Linked DNA regions of Mus musculus: regions 1 and 3 are each linked to region 2. Evidence: chromatin contacts called from public HiChIP or PLAC-seq and promoter capture Hi-C data. All regions are on one chromosome and are shown on one strand. The core of a region is the stretch at or near the end of the contact, and the rest is flanking DNA. Distances in the headings are between cores, read along the strand shown.

Evidence for each region. HiChIP or PLAC-seq counts read pairs in DNA pulled down with a chosen protein or histone mark. Capture Hi-C pulls out chosen DNA fragments and counts their contacts.
Region 1: a promoter capture Hi-C map of pancreatic islet shows a contact between it and region 2. The contact joins the promoter of Rasal1 here to the promoter of Plbd2 in region 2. A contact is called at or near these places in 3 of 39 promoter capture datasets (HPC-7-derived erythroid cells, macrophages and pre-B cells), 4 of 484 Hi-C or Micro-C datasets (CD8 T cells, embryonic stem cells, regulatory T cells and 1 more), 3 of 115 datasets of contacts at active chromatin or transcription factors (the 230-238 cell line, the SCID.adh cell line and pancreatic cancer cells) and 4 of 9 other capture datasets (adipose tissue, liver, macrophages and 1 more).
Region 3: a contact with region 2 is called in an H3K4me3 HiChIP or PLAC-seq map of the 230-238 cell line, with 5 times the contacts expected there. The contact joins the enhancer-like site here to the promoter of Plbd2 in region 2. A contact is called at or near these places in 3 of 39 promoter capture datasets (hippocampal neurons, liver and stem cell-derived epiblast-like cells), 7 of 484 Hi-C or Micro-C datasets (bone marrow-derived macrophages, colorectal tumor organoids, embryonic stem cells and 2 more), 8 of 115 datasets of contacts at active chromatin or transcription factors (the 230-238 cell line, acute myeloid leukemia, double positive thymocytes and 2 more) and 3 of 9 other capture datasets (adipose tissue, liver and pancreatic islet).

What each region holds. Positions count from the first base shown.
Region 1 is chr5:120,647,088-120,651,657 of GRCm38.p6, reverse strand. Rasal1 (RAS protein activator like 1 (GAP1 like)) reads right to left here and starts at 2,846. Exons shown (of 22, transcript NM_001359144.1): 1 at 2,748-2,846; 2 at 2,124-2,270. The coding sequence starts at 2,188.
Region 2 is chr5:120,501,872-120,506,599 of GRCm38.p6, reverse strand. Plbd2 (phospholipase B domain containing 2) reads left to right here and starts at 2,977. Exons shown (of 12, transcript NM_023625.4): 1 at 2,977-3,313. The coding sequence starts at 3,009.
Region 3 is chr5:120,695,002-120,700,014 of GRCm38.p6, reverse strand. Dtx1 (deltex 1, E3 ubiquitin ligase) reads left to right here. Exons shown (of 10, transcript NM_008052.3): 3 at 4,903-5,013. Among named protein-coding and RNA genes, the nearest start is that of Dtx1, 14 kb to the left of the region's middle. Within about 2 kb of position 2,919, at least 58 of the 459 cell types and tissues checked have an H3K27ac peak or open chromatin away from gene starts, as enhancers often do. A contact at or near this core is called in the 230-238 cell line, liver and regulatory T cells, where this site is marked.

The DNA of each region.
Region 1 (4,570 bases), core at 1,597-4,096, 150 kb before region 2:
GGCTGCACCTTGGGTCTTAGCTAGCTGGCTGGGTCTTTCCCTGTCCCTCAGTCTCCCTTCAAAGCTTCTCTACCTCACCCTTCATCCTCCCCAGAGCAGACATGGCCTCAGCTGTCACGGAGGCTTGGAGAAACAGTCTCTCCCAGGTAACCTAGCTGACCCCAGGTCCCTCGAGGGAGCAAGGTTCAACACATCTGCTCCAGGCCGTGACGCACATGGTCTTATCAGGCCCCTATCAGGTAGGGGCCAGAGTGGCAGGCAGAGCTGGCCTCTCCCAGGCCCTGGCCTCTCCCATGGCCCCTGTCTGAGTTAAGCATGGGAAATGTAACCCTCAATCTTTACTTGCCTGCCTGGTACTGTTCATACATTAAAGTCATTGGTGTTTATATCCCAGCTATGTGATCTTATGACCACGACTGCCTCTCTGGTCCTCAGAATCTTCACGGGGATAACAGAAACCAGTTGGCCATACAAAGTGCTAAATACGATACCTGTCCAGGGTAAGTCCTTATTAATGACTGACAGAGTTGGCCACCCACTCAAACCTCGCCGGTCAGGCTGAGTCTCAGCTCTCTGCCTTAGAAGAGGGGATTAGAAGACATCACAACTAATGACTCACTCGCAGACAAGGGAGCCCCCAGCTTGCTCCGAGAAGATCCCTTTTAAAGAAGGGAGCCGACCACGAGAGAAACTGAGGCTTGGTGCTCAGCAGGCCACAGAGATACCTCTTCAGCCTTGCTCTGGGTCACAGTCAACCCCAGAGCTTACCTTGGCCAGAAAACTGGAGGGACAGGGGTGAGCCAAGATGCAAGAAAGCCCCTTCCCGAAGAATCATGGAGCCCTTGAGCCTGTGTCCTAGCCCGGTGGCTACATCTGTCACCAGCTCATAATACTCTCCCAAGACTGGTTTACCAGGTGGAGTTCAGTGAAGCAAAAGCCCTGTTTCTAGGCAGGTCCCTTCCATCAGCCACTAACTGCCAAATCTCCACTCCTGCCCTGCACTTCTGTAGTCTCCAATGCTCATCTTGAAGTGGGTGGCTCAAAGCTTTTACTTCAGGTGTGTATTTATTTGTGGTAGCTAACCAGGAAGGTGGGGTACTAAAAGTACTCAAAACAGCTCCCCTCTTGGCACAGCTACAGTTTGGAGGGTGCCAAGGAGGCTCCCCAAAAGCAAAGACGTATGCAGAATCTGCAGCTAGGGTAGTTGGGAGTTTTACCCAAGAATGGTCTCTAGGTCCCACCATGCCTGCTCATCTTTCTACAGCTGACCTCCTAGTCAGTGTCTTCCACTCTCCCAGATGGACACAGGATCTAACAGCAGCTCTTTCCAGCACTACACGACCCAGATGGGACACCAAAGGCCAGCAAGAGGCAGGTTCAAGGTCACTTAACACACCTCCGCCCAAGGATCCTGACACCTGGCTCAGGTGCTGACACCTCCAAAGCCCCTTCTGGCTTTGGACCAAGCAGGAGGGGGTAACCCGCTCCATCCACCCGCCCCCAGCCCCATTCTGCTGAGTCAGCACTTGTTGACTCCGCCCCGGAGAACCAGAGCCAAGGACAGGGGCCGAGGAGCCCAGCGCCCCCAGACCTATCACACGTGCACCTGCGAGTGTCTCTTAGATCACTTGGAGATCTGAGATAGTCCACCCTAGGTTTGCAGGTACAAAACCGGGGTTCCGGGTTAGAGGACCACCTGGTGAAGCGCTGCAAATCTAAACACCACCCCTAAGGCATGAAAAATCTTGGGGTCAGTCTGGATCACAGCCCTCAGGGGCTCTACCCCTAGTGGTCTCTGGATAGCCTCTTCTGTCGCTCGGAGAAGCCCCACCTCCAACACCTGCTGGAGCTAAGGAAGGGATCGCTCAACCCCCTCCTAGGCTCTAAGAGTACCCAGTCCAGAGCTCCTTTAACCCGTCCTGTAAGACCCACTTGGGGACATCCTAGAACAAAGACACCCTCCTTCCCGGGGGTGGGGTGGAGGTGGAGGGAGCAAGGTGCCGCACCTGCTAAGCCTGGGCGCCCCCTCCCACAGAATAGGGAGGGCGGATCCCCAGCAGCGGGTCCTAAACAGGGCTCCCCACAACCCTTCTACGCACCCCAGTGGGCACCCGGGGACTCACACGTCCTTGGCGGGCAGTGCTCGTCCCTCCACCACGCGGATACTCAGCGAGCCGCTCTTGGCCATGTCGCACAGTCCCAAACTTTCCAGGCAAGGAGTCTGCCGAGGTTCTGAGGCTGGACCAGGAGGTGACCCTACATGTCATCAGCTGCGGGCCAAGCACGCTGTCAGCCGGTTCCCACGTGTCCGGGTCTGGGGTGCGAGTGGGCTGGATGCAGGGCTAGGAGGGAGGCGTGCTGGGTCCCGGAAGGGGACATGCGTCCAGAGCTACAGGTAGCTGTGCGCTGCGATCTGGGCAGGCTGAGCCAGGCGTCTGCCGCCCGGGAGGTCCCTCCCGATCCCGCCCCCCGCAGCTGCCCCGCCCGCCCTGAACCCCTACGCGAGCGCCCCCTGCTGGCACCCCAGGCTACTGCACTCAGCCGGGGACCCCCCAGGCGCTATGGGTCAAGGGGTGGGGTGGAGGAGGCGCGAGCAGTCAAGCAGGGCTGCAGGCTGTTACTGAGCTTATTTTGAACCCTCCAAGAACCCGGGTGTCTCCTGCCGGCCCTCAACCCAGCACCTCCACACCTCTCCCACCTCCTCCACCTGCCACCCCAACACCAGCCTCGGGGTCCCGGAACAGTACTCTCTCTGGGCGGCAGGCGGCGCACGCTCCCTGGGGGTCTGATGCGAGTGGAGGGAGGGACCTCGAACATCCCCTTGCATCTTCTCTTCGTCTCCAATTAAACCCGGAGTGTGCCAGCGGAGGCTCCCACGTCACCGGCTGCCACTGCGGGGGAGGAAGCCGCGGCCGCAGGGGGAGGGGAGGCGCGGAGATAACACCGCCCGGGCGGCACGATAAGAGCCATCTGCAATCCTCGAACACTTAACCAAGTTCCAGGCACGGCTTGAGCCTTTCATGGGGATTATCTCAGTTTTGAGCCCTCGGCAACTCTGTATGTCATGGGAGCCCTCTATCTATGGATTTAAAAACAAAACAAAACAAAAAACCAAAATAAACACACACACACAAATTGGGGTCCTGAGAGGTGGGGGACACTTGCCAGAAGTCTCCTTTCTGGGTTTGAGTTCTGACTCTGCTGCCATTTGGTAGATGTGGTAATGCCTGGTCTTAGATGAGTCAGTCACTTAACCTCTCTGTTCCTCGGTTTAGTTTTCTCATCTGTTCAGGGAGCATGACACGACACGTGTCTCATTTACAGGGTTGAGAGAGAATTAAATGAGATACTCCCACACGGGCCTCAGAAGAGTGGTACACACCTAATCAGGCACAGAGCATACGGTATTTTTTGTTGTTCTTCTTCTTCAAGGTGTGCCTTAAATGTCACGTCTCCTGGCAAGGCTTTTAGGAGGCCCTTCCACACCCCCCACGCAAAGCTCTTCTTCCTTTTTCCTCCGTTCCCAAGATGCTTTGTGCCTTTGCGAGTTTTAAATGGGATCATGTGAACAGAAGGCTTGTCCCAGGGTAGACGCTGGCAGAGCTACCTTCCTTCTCGAAGTCTGTGGTTTAACTAACTGGGGAGTATTCAGAAAGGCTGGCAAGGGCAACTTAGGGCCGGGCACCCATGGGAGTGCAGAATGAGGTCACCTGCAACTGCCCTGACTGGCAGGACTGGGAGCACCTGCCTAGCCCTGGGAGCACCTGCCCAGCCCCTGGAACTGGAGCCACCTAGTGGTCTGAATACCCTCCCTCCCCCTCTTCCCAGCCAGCACCCATTCCAGATGGAAGTGAGCTGGTACCCTGGAATTCTATCCTGGTGGGTTTCCGGGAAGACCACAGCAGGCCAACCCAGGGATGACCCAGGGTTGAGTCCAAAACTGCAGCAGCCCCTCCTCCTCCACCCCTGCCTCCCCCACCCCCACCCCCCACCCCCTGCCTACCACCATCTGCAGCAGTAACTCTACGTTTTTCTGGGGAGGAAGAAGATTTGCCCTGTGGTTTCCCTGCACACACACACACACACACACACACACACACACCTGGACAGACACCTTTGCCTGGGTATTTTGCCCCTAGGGTTATAGAGACAAGTCATCCAGGTCCCCGGGCACCCTGATGGAGTGTCCAGATTCCATGACGTACTGGCCAAACACAGCCATCATTAATCCATATTCCAAAGTGAACAGGAAGCCCTACTTCTAATTTTCCTAACTCTAAACCCGCAGTGGGATCTGTCCAGTCCAGCTAGGCCACCAAGGACCAGCTCTGTCACCTCCCTCCTACTTGACACCAGGTCCTCTGGCACAGGGGCCACAATCTCTACATTCTCTATATGACCCTCCCTGACTACTTCCTGTTGTTCTAAGAAACCTTGAACTAAAACAGGCGGGAGGCTGGAATGGAATCCTGCTCAGACAACCCCGATCCAGGACCCAAAAGGGAAAAGACAGCCAGGGAGGGTATGTATGACTTGCTGGGAGCCAGCAGCCAAGACAGAAAGAAGAGAC
Region 2 (4,728 bases), core at 1,728-4,227:
ATGGGAATACTGCTGCTCCCCTATGGACTCCGCTACGGTGATGTTAAAGTATAGAACAGCCAGGCATGGCGGCACACACCTCTCCTTCCAGAGCTTGGGAGGTAGAGGCAGGAATATCTCCGTGAGCTCTAGGCCAGGCAGGTGTACAAAGTAAGTTCCAGGCTAAGAATTATATTATATTAACATACTATATTATATAGTTTATATAAAATATTCATATATTATAAATATATTATAAATTACATTATAAAATATATTGTCTATATATTATGTAAATAGTTATTACTACTACTACTACTATTTTGAGTCAGGGTCTTTCTATGTAGCCCTGGCTGGCCTGGAACTCACAGAGAGCCAGCATACCTGGCTCCATCTTATTTTTTGAGAGAGTATCTTACTGAGCATGGGGGACAGTCATTCAGCAAGGCTGGCTGGCTGGTGAACTTCAGCGAGCCTCCTGTCTCTGCCTTCTTCTGCGTTGGGATTATAGTGTATGGAAGACTGTGCCTGGCTTGTTACATGGGTGCTGGGGGCTTAACTCAGGTTCTTCTGTTTGCATTCCCGTGTGTAGGCGCTTTAGAGCAGTGGTCTCACCCCGTGGGTCACGCCCCCTTGGTGGAGGCTGAATGACCGTTTCACAGGGGTCATGTCATGTACCATATCTGATATTTGCATTACATTACGAGTCATAACAGTAGTGAAATTACAATTAAGAAACAGCAAGGAAATGATTTTATGGTTGGGGGGAGGAGTCACCACAACATGAGGAAATGTATTAAAGGCTTGAGAGTCACCGATTTGGACCACTACAACATGCTTAGAAGGCACCCAGGCTGGGGAATAACATGGACCTGCGTCAGCGAGTGTGTGCCTTTGTGCATCTGTGCGCGTGCTCTGTGTATATTAGTCCCCAGCGATCACACACTCCTGTTGTGCCTCTCTCGTGTGCCTAGCATCTGGTAGCTTTCCTGTGGGTCAGGCTGTGTTCACTGAGTCCGCGAGGCTTGGAATCGTGACCTCACCTATGGCAGGGAGGAAGGATTGGAACCCAAAGCAGACTCCTCCCCCTCCAGCCAGGGCCTGGCCTTCCCTAGGGAGGCAGGAAAGTCGAGCGTGGCTGTGGTTGTGTCTGCCCCCTGGTGGCTGGGAAGGGCAGCGTCCACGGTGCTTTCGAACTGTTCGACTCCCGGTGCTGAAGGTTCTAGTTTTGTGACTAGAAGTCATTTTATCTGCTTGGGTCTCAGTTTCCCCAGCCTGTTAGGGACTTGGCGACAGAAAGTGTTTGCAGTAAGGGATTAACAGATGACAGAAGAGACTCGGATTTATGCCAGGGAATGGCAGGGGAGTGCCTCTAGGGTAAGCAGGCAGTTGTGAGGTTTTAGGTAGTATCTTGTTTATGTTTTTTAGGTAGGATCTAATGTCCCCTAACAATGTTCTTTAACTTTAGTGTGTATCTGAGGCTAACTTTGGACTCTTGATCCTTCTGCCCCTGCCTATAGAGTGCTGGGTTTACAAGCATGCATTAAAAAAAAAAAGTTTAAGGGACCTTAAACTTTTCTCTTCTTTAAAGACAGGACTGGGCTGGAGAGATGGCTCAGCAGTTAAGAGCAATGGCTGCTCTTTCAGTGGACCTGGGATCGATTCCCGGCAACTAACAGTGGCTCACAACCATCTGTAACTCCAGTTCCAAGAGAACAAGACCTGGTGCCCAGACGTGCATGCAGGCAAACCACTCATTCACTTATTCATATCCTTTTTTTTTTTTTTAATGATGAGAACTTATTTAGTCTATGTAAGTCTCAAGATGGTGACCCTCCAGCCTCAGTCCAGTAACTGCCGGGCTTACCGGTGTGTCTTTAAATATGTCCCTCAGGAAACACCTTTCCTGCTCTGTGAAACATTCTAGAAAGGTTATGCATCAGGGTAGGGGAAGAGGGACAGAATGAGTTCTTTTTTGGTATGGGATCAGGTCTCACTCACACTGTACTCCAGGCTTGTCTGGACATCTTGCAATCCTCCTGCCTCAGTCCTTCTCAGTGCTAGAATCGTAGGTGTGAGTCACTTTGTATGTGTGAACCCGTGGCATTTGTCACTGGTTGACCAGAGGCAAAGTTGGCCAGCAACTTGACCAAAGATGTTGATCTGCGTTGAGGACAGCTTGTATGTTCACACCCTTGGCTTCTGGGGCCTGGGGCTGCTGGTTGAAGGTCTGACACCTGCATTGGTTGAAGTGCCAATCACTGCCTCTCTTTGTGTACATTTTGAGACAGATTCTCACTCTTTATTCCAGACTATTTTGCAGACCTCAAAAGCACAGGTACAGGTCCTCCAACATCCAGCTTTTTAAATAAAAATTACTTTGAGACGGGATCTCATACTGTGTACTAGGCTAGCCTGGAATTAACTCTGTAGCTCGGGCTAACCTGATTAACATATTGGGACTACTTCATTCATGGACAAATAGGAAAAAGAAGTTGCGGGGCTGGGAGATGGCTCAGCAGTAAAGGGGGCTCGATGATCTTGCAGAGGACTTGAGTTCGAATTCCAGCACCCACATTTAGACAGTTCACAACAGAGCCTCAGGGAATGTAACACTCTTTTCTGGCCTCCACCTGCATCCACATTCCCAAAAACACACACACACACACACACACACACACACACACACACACAAACACACCATGCAGATCATACACATAAAAGAAATCTAAAAATATTAAAAATTAAAAGAAGGTGAGGAAGAGGAAGAATAAGTAAAAAAGGTGAGGAAGAGGAAGGATAATTTAAAAACAAAGCAAAAGCAAACAAACAAAAACCAGAAAGAAATTCCTTGGGAGGGAAGGATGCTGAGCGGTTTTTTTTTTTTTTTCCACAGAGAGCGCGAGTCCTTTAAGGCAGGCCCCGCCTCTCCAGGAACACAGACCACGCCCATCCCGGAAGCCCAAGCACAAGCCCCGCCCCCACCCCGCCCCTCGGGACGCAGTCACGTGGCCCGGCTGCGGCTCGCGATGGCGGCCCCCGTGGATGGGAGCTCCGGCGGCTGGGCGGCCCGGGCGCTACGGCGGGCACTGGCGCTGACCTCCCTGACCACACTGGCCTTGCTGGCCTCGCTGACCGGGCTGTTGCTGAGCGGCCCGGCGGGCGCTCTCCCTACCCTGGGGCCCGGCTGGCAGCGCCAAAATCCGGACCCGCCGGTCTCCCGCACCCGCTCGCTGCTGCTGGACGCCGCGTCGGGCCAGCTGCGCCTGGAGGATGGCTTCCACCCCGACGCGGTGGCCTGGGCCAACCTCACCAACGCCATCCGCGAGACCGGGTAAGGGTTAGCCATCCCCGCCACGGCCTGGCGGGTGACAGGGGCCCTGGACTGCCTCCCTGGGGAGTCCACAGCCAGGTCTGGCCCAGGGCTGGTGGCTGACTCAGTAACTCCTATCCCCAACCACAGGGGTTCTCCCCGAGGGGCCAGGGGACCTGCCCTCTGTCCACACGGGTCCCCGCACTTAAGGCGAGCTGGACTAGAACTCGGTATGTAGACCAGGCTGCCCAGGAACTCACACAAACTCGCCTGCCTTTGCCTCCGGACTTCTGGTACTAAATGTTTACTCTGCTGCCCATTTGTCCCTAGCCTAAGGGATAATGACAGTTGTCAGTAGCCCCAGGCCCTTGTCTCCCTCCAGAGCCAGGGCGGCTGGAGTGAGCCAGGCTCCAAGCCAGAGGGAAAGTTGCAGGTCCCTAAATTCACAAGCGTGGACAGTATCCTTGTTAGATGTTGCTGTCCCTGCCCATCCCAGGGACGAATTCATGGCCCGATGCTTCACTGAGTTAGGTGCTCAGTGTGATCCCTATCGCTCTCGGAACATAGGCTGGCCCTGTGATCTGTTGTCTCACTAATTCCCTTGCTTCTCTGGGTCCCCCACATCACTGCTGTGAACCCAGAACTTGATCGTGGGTTCTTGCTGGGGTCTGCACCGGGAATAACGACTTGTGCTGAGCTATTCTTATCTTGGCATGTGGTCACAAGGACCCAGAGCCAAACAAGATTCAGGCTGAGGGAAGACACATGGGCAAATCCCACGGGAAACCGGAGCCAGCAATCTGCCTGGAAACCCAGATTTGGGCTGTGTAAGGGGAGCATCCAGAACCTGTGTGTCCCCATCAGACCTCGATGTGCTCATTCTCAGGGGCCACAGTCTCCTGCAGCATGGGTTCGCACAGGTTTGGTCATCTCCGGTGATGGTGGTCCTTGGATGGTTGGTTGCTGTAGACATCACAGCTGGGTGGGGTCAATCTGGGAAGGCTTCCAGGGAGAGAAGGCTGCTGATTTGTCTGCTATATGAAGGGAACCACAGCTCTGGCCGGCATCAGGGGCACCCCCTGTGACTCGATCTGGCGGTCTGTTCTCTGCTGACTCAATCCAGATTTGCTTGTTTAGCAGAGCTGAGAGGGTATGACGAACCCCTGCTTGGATGCAGAGGCACAGGAGGTGTGTGGAGGGGGAAGGACGGGGGTGGGGTGGCGTGGGGGCACTCAGACTGAGAATGCTTCCATTTACAGGACTCATGGGAGTGGGGACGGGTCTTCCTTGGTTGTGTTGGGAATTTCCTGCAGCCTCCGATCCACTGTTGTGTGATCCAGGGTGAGTGGCTCCCCTTCTCTGAGCCTGTTTTCTTGCCCGAGATGGGGTTCAAAGGGTCCCCCAGTTTCAATGGGACTTAGAAAGCTCCACTGTGG
Region 3 (5,013 bases), core at 1,670-4,169, 190 kb before region 2:
ACTCAGCTAGGGTATACAGTAGGGTATACAGTAATAGAAACTGATGCTTTCTGGTGGTGCTGTGTCTCCACCCACCACCTCCCTTCTCTCACTGTCTCAGCCCCTGCCTCCAGCCCTCTCTGACTCTGCTGGCCTGCCTCTAGGTTTCCAGGCGCTCTCTGGTCCAGCACACAGTACCTGTCCTCTGGCTCCCAGAGGGATAGGCATCTTGCTGCCTCGGACAGGCTATGAATGAATGTGTGCCTGTCTCTCCATCTCTTTGTCTCCATCTCTCTTGGGTTCTCTGCCTTGTCTCTCTGTCTTGCTCTGTCTGTCTGTCTGTCTGTCTGTCTGCTTCTCTCTCTGTCACCTATGCTCCCTCCCTTGTCTGGCTGTCACCTCTGTGTGGTCTCAGGCCCTGCAGCCTCCAGCAGACACGAATCCCCCAAGTCCCTCATCAGTTCAGGCCGTTTTTCAGTTGTTCATTCTTATGGGACAGAGGAAGATGGAGCCAACACAAAAGCTGACACATTAACACCAGGCCCAGGACAGTCTTCTGCATAGCTACTGACAGCCTTGGGGTCCCACTCTGGGTGGCCAGCCTTGGATTGGAGAAGCCTGAGCCTATCTCCCAGGTTCACACATTGGGTGTCCAGTCTTTGGCTCTTTGTTCTGTCCGCAAATCTAGGCCAAGGCCACCGTGGAGGAGGCTGGCACGGCTGCCTAGGAAATCTCAAGATCCAAATCCAAGCGGACAGTGGGAGCCAGCTGCCTCCCTTCCCAACACACCCCTGGTTCATGGCCATCCTGAGCTGGAGGGGCAGACGGACAGGCGGCAGCAGGCCCAGCAGTGCAGGGTCTAGTAGGGCGGGCACAGCCGCCCTAATTACTCCAGCTCTCCAGGCTCCGATCCGTTCTCAAAAGGACTCCAGGGACACTGCCTTTAATAACTACCACTAAACAGGCAAGAAAATCCATGCCTGGTAAACAGAGCCCTGGGGAGGAGATGCGGGCTGGCCAGCTCCCAGAACCCTCTGCGGCCATGGCAATCTCCAGAGCCCTCTCCCAATGCCCTAGGTCCACCTCCCCTCACCTCTGCCAGGCCGGTCCCTCCCCTCCCCCTCGGCTCCACAGGCCTGTGATTCAGCTGCACATGCCGTCCTCCCAGGCAGGTTTTGGAAACACTGTAGCGCTGTTGTAGCCTTTTGTCACCCCAGAAGTTATCAGTCAGTTCAGGAGAGGAAAGCAGGAATGATTCCAGGACAGGGCAACGACCAAACGTGGCAGCTTCTGCGACAGAACTAAGAAGTCCTTACTGGAGGGGCTGGGCCTTCGAGAAGCTCTGTGGGATGGTAAGGAGCTCACCATGTAGGGACGCTGGAAGTGGGTCATGTGTGGGATAGCAGCCAACACGGATCGATCGCATCTATACGCCAAGTCCCATGCTAGGATGCTAGGCAGCTGTCATGCCTTCTTTTACTCTGTCCCCCAGAAGTTGCTTGGGGGAGTTGTTAACACCCCCATTTTACATATAAGACCACTGAGGCTGTTTGAGGAGCCAGGGTTCCCACAGTCTCGCTGACCTACTGGCTGCTTACAAGAAGCATTCTGGAATTCTCACTCATTCTGACCCTGAGCCCCCTTTGGCTGGGGACCTGAACAGCAGGTGGAGCACAAGGGGGCAATTTCCTTGTGTCCCTCCTATCCCATTCAAAGGGGCGTGTCTCTTCACCTTACCACAAAGCTGACCATAGTACTTAGGGTTCATCTCTCAACAGCCCCTCATTCTGCAAATGGGAAAACCTAGGCACCAAGCAGGGAGGAGTCTAGCAAGCAGGAGCGAGGGGACAGGATACAGGGCTTACTCCCAGCACAGAGAAAACCACAGAAAATCGATATGCAGTCCATTAAAACAAACAGGCATCAGGCCCTAGGGGAGTCTTCCTGTAGTTGGCTGAAACATTATTGGTGTCTAGGGACCATATTTCATGGCACCTTCTACCCTGCCCATCTCCTACCACAACTACAGTTCTAAGCCTCAGTTTCCTCAGCTCTCAGGGCTGGGGCTGTTGTGAGGGGCAGCCCTGGCTATTCTAACAGACAAGGTCTTTGCAACCTGTGTGGCAATACAGTGTAGGACAATCAGACAGGGTCTGTGGTCAGGAGGGCAACCTCCCAGCAGGACACTACGCTGGGTGCCCCCATCTGGCTGTAGGCTCCTGCACTAGGCACCCTGGAAACATCTCATTTCATGAGGACCTACTGTGTGAGGCACTGTGCCCAGACTAGAGATGAGGGGGTTAGAGGGTTAGGCAGAGGAGCCCCTGTGGGCCTGAGCTGACAGGAAAAGAGCCTGCTGTGGCCAGGATGAATAAGTACCAGGGAGTGGGGTACGACAAGGCAGGGACAGGACAGCTCATTCAGCAGCCAGGTGTGGGAAGGGCTTTCCTAGCCCGTGACATCCGTACAGACCTGGATTAAAGAAGTCTGAATGTGGTTAAGTCATAATCCAGGCAGAAAGAACAGCTGTGCAAAGGCCCCTGAGGCAACACGGGGTTTGAGATGACGAGGGAGCAGCAGGGAGGCCAGGTCATCATGAGGACTTCAGCTTTTACAGGCCATTGGGAGCCACATAGCTCATGAGGATGGATGGATGTGGGCTGAACAGGATGCCCGGTGGGGACAAGGGCACAAGCCTACTGCTGTGGGCCAAGCAAAGGAGGCAAAATGGCTCAGGCTCAATGGCTTGAAGGAGCCGGGGATCGGGCAACAGAGCTGTCAAGAGGCAGCTTGATAGGTCTATCTGGGGACAGGAGAGAGGGTGGAGCCAAAGGCAGCAAGTTTGGGAGGAATCAAAGCAGAGGCAGGCTGCTCCCCACAGCCTCAGGCACCTCCCCACAGCCTCAGGCTCCTCCCCACAGCCTCAGGAGCTCTGCCCACGTGGCCCATCTCCCTGATGAGACCCTAAGGCTAACAGAGGAAGTCACCTGAATGTGCTTACACTCAGAACTAGATAGTCACGATGACGCAGGAACTCCAGATGAGGGCTGTCTGCTCCTCATCCCCCAGGGACCTCCTGAAGACTTTGCTAAAAGGCTACCCTTAGCTGGGTGTGGTGGCACACGCCTTTAATCCCAGCACTAGGGAGGCAGAGGCAGGCAGATTTCTGAGTTCGAGGCCTGCCTGATCTACAAAGTGAATTCCAAGACAGCCAGCACAAGACAGAAACCCTGTCTCGAAAAACCAATAAAAGAAAAAAAAAAAAAAAAAAGGCTACCCTCAAGTCCAATCAGGGGCCTGCGGGACATGTTGGACCAGGGAGCTCCCTGCCACTGTCGAGATGGGGCCAGCATATTAATCCTTTGTCTCATTGCGGTGGGGAAAGGAAAAAAAAAAAAAAAACAACTGACAAAATCACAGTTCGAGGGTACAGTCTGCTGTGGTGGGAAGGCATGACAGCAGGCACCCGGTCATGTGACATCCACTCGGTCATGTGACATCTGCCCGGTCATGTGACATCTGCTAGGTCATGTGACATCCGCAGTCAGGAAGCAGAGATCGAGGCAGATGCCATTGCTCAATTCCCTTTCTCTGATTTTCTGCAATCCGGGACCCCAGCCCACAGAGATCGTGCCATTTACAGTCAAGGTGTATCTCCCATCTCTCCTAACCCAGTCCAGAAACTCCCTCCCAGACACGCCCAGAGGTTTGGCTTCTAGGTGATGCATACTAGGCCCTGGCCAGTTGATGATCAATACTGGCCAGTTGATCAGTAACTGTTATCCTGGCCACAGAGGCCAGGGGAGGCATGAGGGCTTTCCCACAGCTTTGTAGTGGGTGTGGCCGGCCTTACACGAGTCCAGGAGAGTAATTTCTATGCTGTGGCACCCTGGGTTAGGCAGGCCAGAGCCAACTAAGGCTCTGAGGAGTCCTACAGCCTACAGTATACATCATTGGCAGATTTTCTCCGGAGCTCGCCTCTCAGGCAGAGGGGTTAAGCTTCAGCCAGAGCAGAGCAAAGGCAAAGGAAAACACAACAGTGGCCAACCGCAGGGCAGGCCCGGATACCACAGAGCTGTGTGGGGGTCTGGATGTGCTCTTCAGGAGCAGAGCAGATACTCAGCACTTGTTGACTGAGGGCTGGAACAGGGTGGGGTGAGGGGACGCGAGGAATGCCAGAAGAGGGAAAGGGAAAAGGTACATGCCGGTGTGAATGTACACAAGAACGTGTACTGAAAGAATTGAGAGATGAATGAATGAATGAATGAGTGGATGTGTGGCTGAATGAATGAAGTGAGAAATGCGCGCAGGTGTAACCGAATTAATGGACCTATGGGAGAAGTGTGGAATCCGGTGGACCCTGTGTGAACGAAGAAACCCACAACTGTTCCGGTTTCTGGGCACCCTGGGAGTCCGGGAGGGAGCTGGGTGGGCAGGTGGGCCTTGCGCTCTGTGTGGCCACTACCAAACTTTACTGTTCTCCCTGCCCCTGTGGTTACCTGGATCTTCGGGGTCGCCTTGCCCCTGCAGAGGGCGGACTGGCTCTCCAGGTCTACCCCTCCCTCTTTCCCCTTCTTGGTTCTCTTTACAGCCCCTGGGTACCTGTTTCCCAGCGTGCTGACTGAGCCTCTGCCAGCATCTTTCCCAGCCCCCTTGCCTTTTAAAATTTTAATTGCTTTTATTTATTAATTTATTGGAGGTCAGATCAAAGCCTGAGGGAACCGATTCTCTCCTTCCACCACGCGGGTCTCTGGGATTAGAATCTTGTTGTCAGGCTTGGTGGCAAGCACCTTCCCCTGCTGAGCCATATCGGAGGCCCAGTCTCCATGTCTTGAATCTCCCTGTCTGCGCTGATCCCCTTCCTGGCTTCGAAGGGTCCCTCTTGGGGGCCTGTATTGACATCTCTCTCCCTCCTGAGCACAGGTACCATGCGGCCGGTGCGACGCAACTTCTACGATCCATCGTCGGCGCCGGGCAAGGGCATCGTGTGGGAATGGGAGAACGACGGCGGGGCGTGGACGGCCTACGACATGG